2 separate regions of the Mus musculus genome follow, and region 2 is linked to region 1. A link is a contact called in public ChIA-PET data. All regions are on one chromosome and are shown on one strand. The core of a region is the stretch at or near the end of the contact, and the rest is flanking DNA. Distances in the headings are between cores, read along the strand shown. Region 1 holds the start of Sltm (SAFB-like, transcription modulator). Region 2 overlaps Adam10 (a disintegrin and metallopeptidase domain 10).

Region 1 (6,193 bases), core at 2,119-4,618:
GTGCAGTAGAACTATGCCTGCTTATTGGCATTGTTAATGCTTCTCTTCCATAATGCAAGCATTCAATCCACTTCTAGGGGTTACTTTTTACAAATACAGCCTTTCAGGGTGCTACGGTCATCTACTTCGTGTCACTGGCTAGAGTTGTAATCGTGCATCTTTTTCTGACTTATTGTTTTGCTCATCAGAGGTTTTGACATCTGAGTAAAGATTCCTGTGGGCAGATTGCCGTGTAAGTCTTCAGTATTCACAAGAGTTTCATAAGGCAACATTGTCTCCCCAGAACCAGGTCTGCCTTTTAAGATACCAAGTCCTTCTGAACATAGATTTGTTTACTGATGAGCTTTTATGAAAACATAAGTGTTAAAGGCTCACCAAGCAGCAAGTGGCTCTGTATAGAAATATAGATTGTCATATCATTTTCCTATTAGAAGTGTGAATGTAGGCATTTGTTTGCTACAACAGCATATGCCTGGAGGTCAGAGGTCAGCTGAGGAGTTGCTTCTCTCATTCTACCTTGGATATGGGTTCTAGGGATAGAACTTAGGCCATCAGAGTTTGTGGTTTAAGCATTGTTACCTGGTGAGCCATTTTTCTGGTCCTAGTTTGTCATTCCCTTATTTATTTATTTTGCAATCTCTTCTCTACTTCCACCCACCTTTACTAGAGTTTTGGGATAGAACTCAGGCCAGCAGGCATACTTAGCAAGTGCTGTCTTGTGGACCAGTATATCATGGGCAACTGTCCACACTTGGCCTCACTGGGGATCAAGCTTGGGGCTTCAACTAGGCTTGGGAAGCACACTCTACCCTTGAGCATCACCTCCAGCCCTCACAGGCCTCTGCTTTCCGTCTGACACAGTACCAGGGGACCTCACTTGTTTCCCTTACCGTCTTTTGTGACGGCTAACACAGTGTCAGGTTTTCTCTTTCTTTCTCCGATTATTTGCAAATAAACTGCAGGCAGAATGACACTGTTTACCTCTGCTAGGACTTTCTACAACATCCTAACCTAGTGCACACTTAACACTGACGGAGTACACAAGCTCATGAGTTGCTTCCAGTCGTCTCTGTACTACTGTCCTCCTCTTCTCTGAGCCAGGACCCAAATAATAAATATACATCATGCGTGTCCCTTCTCTGGTCCTTTTTGTCTCTCTGCTTTTACTTTCATCATGCTGTGCTATCAAAGAGGTCAGAGCAGGTATCTCACTGAGAACTGAAGACTATCTGTTTACTCTTTACCTGATTTGAGGGAAGCAGTCTCAGCATTTGGGAAAGTGCTTCTTTCTCAAGGGTATCAGATAAGAATACATAGATCTTCATTTTACTCACTATTAGAGGCCCCCTTTTGTTCTTAAAAGGAAACAGCCGAATAAAAATTCCTTCCCTTTGGCTATATCATTACCTTGGGAGTTAGTAATATGATCCCTGGCTAAGAGAATCCACAGATGCTGCTCCAGAAGACAAGATAAGAACAATGATAGAATAACACCTAAGGTTTTACTGCAACCATGGCCAATAGCTGTTGGCCCTTAGGCAAATCTTAACATCTTCATTTATTGTGAAGGGATATGGAGGGATGAAATTGGTATGGAAGATCAAGAATCTTTTGAATTCTAAAATTTGGTGAGTGTGACAAACTAATTTGTGGTATAAGAGAGTGGAACTTGGAATCAGAAGATCTAAGATTATTAGCACAGCACTGGCACACACAAGCCATATGTGTAAGCCATATTTTATAAGTCACTTAATCTCTTTTAGCAGCTGGGAAGAATTAAAGGGGTTGTTATATCCCAGAATTCCTTAAAAGTCATAAAGAAATGCTGAACTGACTGACTGCCAGGTATGATTTTATAACGTCCAGTTTTCCTCCATTTGAACCAATGATTCAGAAAGAGCAACCCAAAGTAAGGCACACCTCACCCTTACTATTTATTTATTTATTTATTTATTTATTTATAAAGGTAGGATTCCTCTGTGTGTAGCAACCCAAAGTAAGGCACACCTCACATTTATTTATTTATTTATTTATTTATTTATAAAGGTAGGATTTCTCTGTGTAGCCCTGGCTGTCCTGGGTCACTCTGCAGATACCAGGCTGGAGTGTAGTGTATCTCAGAGATCCACAAGCCTCTCTCCCCTTAGTGCTGATAGGCATGTCCCACCACTGCCCAGTCCAATTTAAGTTTTATAACCAGGAAACTGGAGAAAGATGTAAAACAAAACAACCTCAACCCCACCTTTGTTAGCACCTTAGCATTCCTTCTAGGCTCCGCCCAACACTTACCTAGCAACAGCCAGGTAGGCCTGGATGGGAATGTCCCCCCCCCCCCTTTGACTCCTTTCTTCCTCTCCCCTCCCCCCTCCACGTGTTCTTGGCCGGGCTCTTCTCTTCTGTCTTCTCCCTTTCTCTGCCTCTACTCCCTTCTCAGCTCCCCTTGCCATACCCCCAAATAAACTCTATTCTATACTAGACCAGTCTTATGGATGGTACCTGGGGTGGGGATGCCTCAGCATCAGCCGGATGAGGCAGTCCCTCCCACCGCTCTATACCTCGCTCTACAAAACATACCCTTGCCTTTACAAAACATCACCCACCAGTAAATGTTAATTCAGTTCCCTGTGTTTCCTAACTTTGTCCAACTTTGTGTTAATTCTATAGATATTTACGCTGTGATGATTAATAATATTAAAATTACTAAGAGATACTATGCGGGCTATTTCTCCATAAAGTGGCCCCTGTCCTTGACATACCAAATGCTGGCGGCGCAGGGCAGAGGATACTGTATAGGATCAGGGCAACATATACTTTTAAGTTATTCTCCTTTTGTGAACAATTTCATTGAGCCATCAGGCCCGTCGGAGGGGATGGGCAAGCTGAGGCAAACGAGGAGAGGACGTTTGCCTGGTAGTTTTCAGGCAAAGAGGGGCTAAGCTTCAGGGGGTCACAGCGTGACACTGTCCCCTGGGCTCTCGGCCTCAGGTTTCGCTGGGCGTTCCGGGGCGGAACCCGCCGACCTAAGTTCACTAGTATACCCCGACCACCTTTCCACGATGATTCCGTACTTCTTCCGGGAAGGCTGGCGCACACGCCCCCTCATTTCGGTGAAGAGACGCACCTACTCTCCCTACTATGGGGTGCCTCTCAAGTGGCGATGGCTCTAGGTAAGAGATGAGAGGAGAAGGAGGCTAATGGAGAGGCGGGAACCGTGGTACCGAGGACAGCTGAGCGGTTGGACACGCGGAGACTTTCCCGGGACCACGCCAGAGGCCGAGCCACCGGTCCGCTGCGAGCTCCGCCCCCTCCATGCCTGCTCAGTGCGCACGCGCACCCGTCATCCGGGTGCCGCTGCAGGTTGCGCTGGAGCAGAGTCGGGGGCGTGGTCCCCGTGGGGGGGCGTGGTCAGTGGCTCATTGTGCGCAGCGTAGCGCGGCGCCGCTGGCCGCCCGGGGCCCGGGTTGGAAGTTGGTGCTGCCGCGGCCACCGCCTCCACCGCCGCTGCCTCCTCCTCCGCCGCCGCCGCCGCCCTGCAGCCCACTAGCTGCCTCGGCAGCGCGTTGCTTTCCCAAAATGGCTGCCGCTGCCGGGGCCGTGGTAGCCTCGGCCGCCTCTGGGCCGGCGGAAGGGAAGAAGATCACGGAGCTGCGGGTTATCGACCTCAGGTCCGAGCTGAAGCGCCGCAACTTGGACATCAACGGGGTCAAGACGGTACTGGTCTCCCGGCTGAAGCAGGTGAGGCCCGGACGCTGCGCGCAGGGCAGCGTAGGCCGCGCCGTTTAGGTGCTACGCTTCCGCGGTCGGGGCGGACCGGGTGGTGCCTGTGCGTGCCCGGCGCGCGGGGCCCGCGCCTCCGCGAGGAGCCTGGCCTTCCAGCGGCCTCGCGAGCCGCCGCCGGTCGCGCCCCCTGCCTCCCCTGGGACGCCCTCTCCATCGGCTCTGCGGCCTGCGGAGGGTGGAGCTGCAGACCCTGGGCGGCGCTGGGTACCCCGGCCTACGGGCGGTGCGCAGCGCGTGCATCTCTCGGGCTCCGAGGCGATGGTTAGTTTGCTGACTTGGCCGAAGTTACCGTTTAATTGTGTCCAACCGTTTCTTCACCCCTGTTCAGAGAAATCCGTAGTGGGAGTTGATGAGTGGATGAGAAGGGAAGATTCATCTTTTTTTTTCCCCACTAGGCTTTTAACTGATTTATTTTTAATTCTTAATTTCTGATTGCATCAGCGTAATCATCCACGTTCTCAGTCCTGTTAAGCTTTCAGGTTTATTCGCGTGAAGCCTTGGAATCGGAGACGGGAACAAGTGTACGCAATACGTTAGGAAAACTCTTCCTTATTTAAGTAGCTACAAACTTTCTGTAATAGAACATATTTAGGTTCTTGTTCAGTATATGTGACATGGAACCATCGACTGGGTGGAATTTCAAGTTCCAGGACATTTCGATACTCAATGACACCCTCCACCCCTTTCTGTGTAGCATAATTACTCGTTTGTGAAGTCGGTTTGTAAAATAACTGGCAATTCTAATGTTTTGAGGCTGGAGGTTTGGTAATATATTTTCATTAAGTTTTTATAAAATAAGTTTAGATAGTTTGTGTAGCATATTAACTTCTCTTTCTAATGTAGGCTATTGAAGAGGAAGGAGGCGATCCAGATAATATTGAATTAACTGTTTCAACTGATACTCCAAACAAGAAACCAACCAAAGGCAAAGGTTGTTACGAGTTCTGAACATATTTTAAAATATATTTTGGTTCTATAACTTGGCTCTGCTCTTGTACCACTCGCCCTGTTTATATAGTGCTATTCTTTGCTATTTCCCTCTGGCACTCTGCCTTCTTGGGTCAAGGAAGAAAGTTACTGTTAGCAGGCTCTGAGTAACTTGCAGCCTTTCAGATTCGGCTGAAGATGACCAGAAAATAAGAAAGTTCTTTATTGATTCTGGGGAAAGGTACAAAGTTAAGTTGCATACCGATCCTTCATAGTAGGAATATCTGAAGAAAGAAATACAGTTTGATCCATGTCTACCTTGCCCCACAATTGGCAGAGTTTTGGTGAAATTCCCACTAGACCTTTCCTTGGCTCTTTGCTGTTCTCTCTAGTATATTCAAGATCTGTAACCTTTGTTTAATGTTTTAATTGACATACTGCTTATTTCCCATTTATTCCATTATGCAGTCTAATAATTTTCAGTGAAATTCAAAAGACCTCATCGATCATACTAACAAAAGCAAAAACCCCACAACTGATTAGCTTTAAAGAAGTTTTAAGGTATGGGGATACTAGGTTTTTAATGTAGCTTTTAAATTGGGCTCTGTGTATTTCCAGGGCAGAATGATCTGATGTGAATAGCGAAAGGTAATTTTCACATGAATATTTTGATAATAAATGGGAATTAGTTATTAAAAACATCTGGTGAGTATAATCTTATTTGAATAGTTGCAAATTTCCGCTTCTCATAAACTGTCACAGAGAGTAGACAAATAACTGTCTGATGCCTGGTATCTATAGTTTCCATGCAGAATAAGTCATGGACTTCTGTGTCATTTTGTTAGGAACATAATTTTCTTAACTGCTGTACCCGATCTATACACAGTTGTGATGGGAATAAGATGATTGAATAGACCAGGTGGTGGTGGCACACACTTTTAATCTCAGCACTTGGGAGGCAGAGGCAGGCAGATATCCAGTTGGGGGCCAGCTTGGTCTCCAGAGTAAGTTCCAGACAGCAAGGGCTACACAGAGAAATCCTGTCTCCAAAAACACAAAAACCAAACTAAACCAAAGCCAAGATGATTAAATTTTATAGAAGAGAATCTTCAATTTTGATCTTAAGCACTATGACTCAGGACCTGGTCAGCTTACTATTTGACATTTCTTGATTCAAGAGTTCCCTGTGTGTGCTGAAGAAATTAAAAAAGGATAAGAGTTTCCTGGGTCAATAGGAATGCCAATATGGCTATACAATTTTAGAAGGTTAACTAAGTCGTCTTGAAGACCTGAGGCTTTTAAATTTAGAGGGATAAATTCCTTTCACCTTGGAAGCTTCTGGTGAAGTAGGAGTTGTTTCATGTGAAAAAGAAGTATGTCACTGGGCAGTGGTGGCACATGCCTTTAATCCTAGCACTTGGGAGGAAGAGGCAGGCAGATTCTGAGTTCAAGGCCAGCCTGGTCTACAGAGTGAATTCCAGGATAG
Region 2 (6,423 bases), core at 3,797-6,296, 220 kb after region 1:
AAGGCCAGCATACTACCTTGTTCACCTTTGATGTGGATTCTGGGGAATCTAAACTCACATCTACAGACTTGGGTGGCAAGCACTTTAACTTGCTGAGCCAGTTCTCCCCAGTCCCCTCACACTCATCTTAATCTTTATCTCACAGCCAACAATTGCATTTAGTAAATTAGTATTATTGTATATTTTATGTATTGCTTAATAAGTAATTTGGTTCTCATTCCTTGTCAACTTTGTTAACCTTTTCCTTTCCTAATGGACTACTTTTAATGACCTTACTATGCTTAACCAGACTCTTTCTTTGCATATGCTGTTAATTCTACATGGTAGATCCTGAATAAGTATTTATTGAGTGATTTATGGTAAGATGAACTGGAGCCATAAACTCCCAAACCTGTCCACTTTGACATCTCTCTCTGAAATCTTTCTTTCTCCCTGCTTTCCTCTTGCTGTGTCTCTGTGCTACATGATACTTTCTCCAAGTGGCTTGCATTATTCTTTATATTCATTTTTCTTTATATGAGTACACTGTAGCTGTCTTCAGACACACCAGAAGAGGGCATCAGATCCCATTGCAGTTGGTTCTGAGCCACCATGTGGTTGCTGGGAATTGAACTCAGGACCTCTAGGAAGAGCACTCAGTGCTCTTAACGACTAAGCCATCTCTCCCGCCCTTATATTCTCTTTACTTATCCCAAATATTTGTTGAGCATTCTTTCCCCAAAAAGCCACACCCACTCCAACAAGGCTACACGTAATAGTGCCATTCCCTATTGTCCTATTGAAGGACATTTTCTTTCAAACCACTACATTCCACACCCTGGCCCTATAATTTTGTAGCCATATCATAGTGCTGAAATTAATTAAGTCCAACTTCCAAAGTGCCCATAGTTTATTATAATATCAGCACTTTTTAAAACTTCAAACTGTCATCTGAGACTCATGCAGTCTAGCTGTGTAAAACCAAAATGAAAATGCAGATCCCAGGCTTCCAACACACAGTGGCACAGGATCTATATTACCATTCTAAACTGGAGGAAAGAGAGCATAGTAAGGAAATACTGGACCAAAGCAAGATGAAAACCCAGCTGGGCAAACTCCAGACTTTATCTCCATGTCTGATGTCAAAGCATTCTTCAGAACTCCAACTCCTTTCATCTTTGTTGACTGCAACACACTTCTTGCTCTTGGGCTGGTTCCGTTCCCTGTTAGCAGCTTACCTTGGCAGGTATCCCACAGCTCTGGTATCTCTAACATTTTGGGCTCTCCAAAGCAATCCAGGCTTCACCTTTACAGCTTCACACAATGGCTTCTCTGGGCTTCCATGCAGGAACACCCCTGACACACACCTGGCCTTAGTGGCTTTTCTTAGTTGCAGAGGGAGATTCTGTAACCCCTTTAATCTATCCTTGATTCCAAAGCTGCCAAGTTCTGGTGCTTGCTGGGGCTGGAACATGTCGTGTGTCCCCTCCCCCTCCCCTACCCCTGTTCAATTACATCTTATTAACTTACTGTTTTTGATAGTTTCCTTCATTGTCTAAGTTTGGCTGCCCTGGCTCATTGACCAGACTGGCCTTAAACTCAGGGATCTGCTAGCTTCTGCTTCTGAAGTGCTGGGATTGAAGGTGTGGACCCCTAATCTGGCTCTGAGCGTTTCTTTAATTTCTTTTCATAAGTTGGTCTCAGCTGGGTGGAATCTTGCCCTGAGCTCTCCTCCTTTTATCCATTTAACATCATGCTTCTCTTTAATATGTTTCTCTCCTTAAACACAGGATTTAGCTCCATTTCTTCTCCCTGTACCCCTTTTCTCCTTGATCTGTATGTTTTGTATTTTCCCTTGTTCAGCTTGCTCCTTTTAATTATACATCTTCATATGAGTTTTTTCATTATACATTTCCTTAAGCGTGAACACTAACAACCACAAGACAGAGTCAGTACTAGGCTGTTCTGAGATTTCCTCTGCCAATGCAATTAATCCAAAACTTTACTGTAGCCTCAGGCAAACTTTTCAGACAAGAGCAGAAAATAGCAACAATGTTAGCCAAAATATCATAAGAATAGTCTCTAGGCCACATATTAAAATTCTTCTCCTCTGAAACTTCTTGAGCCAGGCCACCACAGTTCAAATCACGATCAGCACCACTGTCTTTCATCTTCCTACTAGACTGGTCCATTAAGCCCCACTTAAAATGTTCATTCAACTGCTTTTCTAATCCAAAGTCCCAAAGTCTACATTCCTCCAAACAGAAGCATGGTCAGGCCTATCAGTAATATTCCAATACTAACTTCTGTCCTAGGATTTTATTGCTGTGAAGAGACACCATGACCATGGAAATTTTTATAAAGGAAAATATTTAGTTGGGGCTGGCTTACTGTTTCAGAGATTAAATTTATTATCATCATGGTGGGACACATGGCAGCATGCAGGCAGACATGCTGGAGAAGGAGCTGAGAGTTCTATATCTTGATCCACAGACAGTGAACTGTCTTGAGCTTGGAGACCTCAAAGCCCAAGTGACATACCTACTCTAACAAAGCTATACCTCCTAATATTGCCACTTCCTATGGGCTTATGAGGGCCATTTCTTTCAAACCTCTACAGGTTTCATCATTTATGGCCTTTTCATAATTCAAGTCAAAGTATATATGCTGTGTCATTTCTCACCTCTCAAATCTGATGAATCTCCTGCTCTTACCTTAAAATCTTTTTTTAAGTATTATTTTTATATGTATGGGTGTTTTGTCTGTATATATGTCTGGGTACAACATGGATGCCTCAATCCTTAGAGTAGAAGGTGCAGAACCCTTGGGACTGGAATTTATAGATTGTGAGCTCAGTGTGGGTACTGGGAACTAGCATAGATCTTCTCAGAGAAGCAGCAAATGCCTTTGACTGATACCATGGAATATTCTTCAGCCATTGAAAAGCAGGCTCTTCAGTGCTTCTTATACTGGTAAGCTGAGATATAGATAATTATATATACCAGATCCCAAAGTTTATATTAAGATGTGATACAGCCAATTATAGTCATAGGAAATACAACAAAATGTCAATAGTTGTGGGCTATAGATTATAATTTATTTTTTCATATGTTCTTAAATCTTTTTCTTACTTTTCTGTGAATATTTTCTCCCTTCTTTCTCTCTTTGTTGCCTTCTTCTTTCTGTTTCTTCTTTTTTTTTTTTGATAGGTTCTCACTGGATAGCCTAGGCTGACCTCAAACTTGTGATCTTTCTGTCTCAGCCTCTTTAATGCTGGGATTGCAGTCTGTTCCACCAAATGCATCTGATATTATGAACTTAGAATACCCAAAAACCTAACTCTTTACGAACAAACAACTTGGGTACTTAGCTTAGAAAGTAGTTTTTCTTAATTTCTTTTTTAACTAGAGTTGTAGTATACTCATGAAACCTGAGTCCTTTTTGACATCCAGTCAGGATAGTCCATTGTGTGTATGTGTGTCGGAGGTGTTTTTTTTTTTTTTATTCCTTTCTTTGCCAGTTTTGTTCCTGTATCTGCTGTAGCAAATAATAAGCATTCTTTGTTTACCGTCCATTCTTCCTTTTACGGCTGTTGGTGAGATCTGTTACACCATTCCTGAGAGATTAAGACTAGGCAGGTAGGTCACAATTAGCTATTTTTAAGAATGTAACTCCTTGCCAAGTTAGGGACAATGTTTATTCCGTCTGTATCAGTTTGTATATTTTAGCACTTCCATGTATAACAAGCTACTCATTAGAAGGCAATATTCAATGCCTTCTAACATAGCTACTGTTTCTTTGATCACATTAACAGCCATTCAGTATTGGAACTTTTCTTTCTGTTTCTCAATTTGAATGATGAGATTGTTGCTAGTACCATACTTAATAAAAAACCAAATTGTAAGGAGCAGAAGCATAAAGCAAGGTAATATACAGAGCAAGTAGTTTCCAGAGGCTGAATCTAGGCTCAGGAGAAAAGCAGGGCAGTATCAGGAAGAGTAGGATGTGAGACATCTGATGAGGAAATGTAAAATCAGAGTGACTTGGTATTATTGTTTGTTCGTAAAGAGTTAGGTTTTTGGGTATTCAAACTAAGGTCAAGTTAAATACAACTGCTATTCTAATGTCCAACATTTTTTCCCTTTAGAATAATGAATACCTTAATTACTTGAGGACATTTTGAGGTTTCTTTCGGGTGTGTGTTGTGTGTGTATTGAGGGTATTTTGTGTGTGGTACATGCACCTGAGTATTCACCTTTGTATGTACACACACAGATGTCAGAGAAGGATGTTGAATGTCTTCTTCTTACTTACTCTTGGGACAATTAGCCTTGAGTGATGCTCTCTGAACCAGAAGCTTTGGGCTCGACGAGTCATCTAATGAGCTCTTGGTATCTGTCTCTGAATTCTAGTGATGAGGTTGTTGCAAAAAAAGCACAGTCATGTCTGGCTTTAAATTTTTTTCTTAAAATTGTTATTACATTTTGTGTGTGTATGTGTGTGTGTGTTCATGTTCATTTGTATGCCACAGCCTGTGAGTGGAGGTCAGAGGACAACTACTTGCATTTGGGTCCTGGGATCAAATTGAAGTTGTCAAGCTTGGTGACATCTTGTACCACTGAGCCATCTTTCTGCTCCTGGGCCTGGATTTATGTGGGTCCTGGAGTTTTGAACAGAGGTCCACTTGCATATACATCAAGTGTTCTTCCCCATGAAGCCATCTAACAAACCCTGGCGTTGTTGTTTTAGTGCATATGTGCGAGGAAAGCAGGTGCTTCCTTAGCCCAGCTTTGAAAGTGTTTTTCCTTTATGAAGATTCAGGGAGCTCTTGCTTTGGTCTTTCTTATGCCTCTGGTACCTGGATAAATTACCAGAATCCAAACCACGTCTGTGCAGGTGCTCATATACAGAACTCTGTCTCCTGTAAAGCAATGTTTTGATCCCATGCCTTGGGTTTTCTTAGTCTTATTTTAAAGTAAAACTTGTGTTTGACTCCAATCAGCATTTTGCGTGGCTGTCTTTTGCGCCAACTCACAAGGAAGTGTCACTGCCTTGAGTTCTTACTCTGCCTTCCTCAGCACTGGTCTTGGGTTTCATTTTCACTTCTGCCTTCCTGAACCAGTTTGAACATGTACTTACCATGCATTTTAATGAATGTGAATCCATATTATTACGGCCACCCATAAAAGCTTCTTCTTAGTAATCTCTATGACGATGTATGTTCAGTTCTAGTCCCTAATTACAAAGCTCTAAGTTTATGTTTAGACTTTCAGTTTTCCTCTGTGCTGCAACAGTGGCCCCATAGAGCAAGTGTTTATCCTAACTCTGATCCTAGACAGTTGTTAGATTCTTCTTCAAGGAAAGTATGTGACTTCTACTGTTCTTCTGATGAGAAAGTTCCACATAAGCAGGTGACTGGGCAATTTTACTTCCTACTAATGTAACACCATATTCTGTTTGGCAGCATGATTCTGGAACAGAGTGTACTCCAGGAGAGTCTAAGAACTTAGGACAAAAAGAAAATGGCAATTACATCATGTATGCAAGAGCAACATCTGGGGACAAACTTAACAACAACAAATTTTCACTCTGCAGCATTAGAAACATAAGCCAAGTGCTTGAGAAGAAGAGGAACAACTGTTTTGTTGGTATGTATATTTTCCAACATTTTAATTAACTTTTTCTTCTACATTTGTGCATGTGCACACAAGCCACAGCAGGTATGTGGAGGTCAGAGGACAATTTGATGGAGTCAGTTCTCCCCCTTCACCATGTGGTTCTGACAACTGAACGCAGCTTGTCAAGCTTGGTGGTAAGCACCTTTCCCCTGAGTCATCTTCCCAGCCCAAAATATTTATAGTCAAAAAATATGTAAGAGGCCACTCAGTTCCCGCCTGTGTTTTCCAGTTAACACTTTGCAAAAAGTATTTGCTTTATCAAATACTTAGGAATTCATTTGCCCCTTTGAAAGTAAGTATCAGATAGCAGAGTGTTTTACTTCTAAACGCTTTTAGCTTATATCTCATTAGCTAGAGTTCAATCTTGTTTGAGGTTCTTTTCTCTTCCCTCCTCCTTCTCTCCCTTCCTTCCTTTCTTTAATAGGTGAACTGCACAGTTTTATATATATATAATTTCATTCATAATACATACATGCCTTGCTGCATGTGTGACATTTGCACTTACTGTACAATGAGCAATTCCCCAAGCCTCTTATCCTCCCTTTCTGCACTGTCTCCTCTTGTTAGTTCCCTTGTTTCCTAGATAATTTTGCTTCTGCTTTCATGTCATATATCTGTGCATGGTTTTATGGATCTGTATAAACCCTATAAACAAGAAGACATCATGATACTTGTCTTTGTGACATTGGCTTGATTCATTTAAGGTGATTATCTCCAGTTGCATCTCTTTTCCTGCAGACAACAAATAATTTCATTCCTCATGTCT

The links. ChIA-PET counts read pairs in DNA pulled down with a chosen protein or histone mark.
Region 2: a contact with region 1 is called in an RNA polymerase II ChIA-PET map of memory CD8 T cells, with 24 read pairs. The contact joins the enhancer-like site here to the promoter of Sltm in region 1. A contact is called at or near these places in 3 of 39 promoter capture datasets (fetal liver, liver and pre-B cells), 2 of 115 datasets of contacts at active chromatin or transcription factors (effector CD8 T cells and memory CD8 T cells) and 1 of 9 other capture datasets (liver).

What each region holds. Positions count from the first base shown.
Region 1 is chr9:70,539,347-70,545,539 of GRCm38.p6, forward strand. It overlaps Sltm (SAFB-like, transcription modulator), which reads left to right and starts at 3,369. Exons shown (of 21, transcript NM_025690.4): 1 at 3,369-3,735; 2 at 4,624-4,711. The coding sequence starts at 3,574.
Region 2 is chr9:70,756,140-70,762,562 of GRCm38.p6, forward strand. Adam10 (a disintegrin and metallopeptidase domain 10) reads left to right here. Exons shown (of 16, transcript NM_007399.4): 10 at 5,444-5,627. Among named protein-coding and RNA genes, the nearest start is that of Adam10, 80 kb to the left of the region's middle. Within about 2 kb of position 5,047, at least 106 of the 459 cell types and tissues checked have an H3K27ac peak or open chromatin away from gene starts, as enhancers often do. A contact at or near this core is called in liver, memory CD8 T cells and pre-B cells, where this site is marked.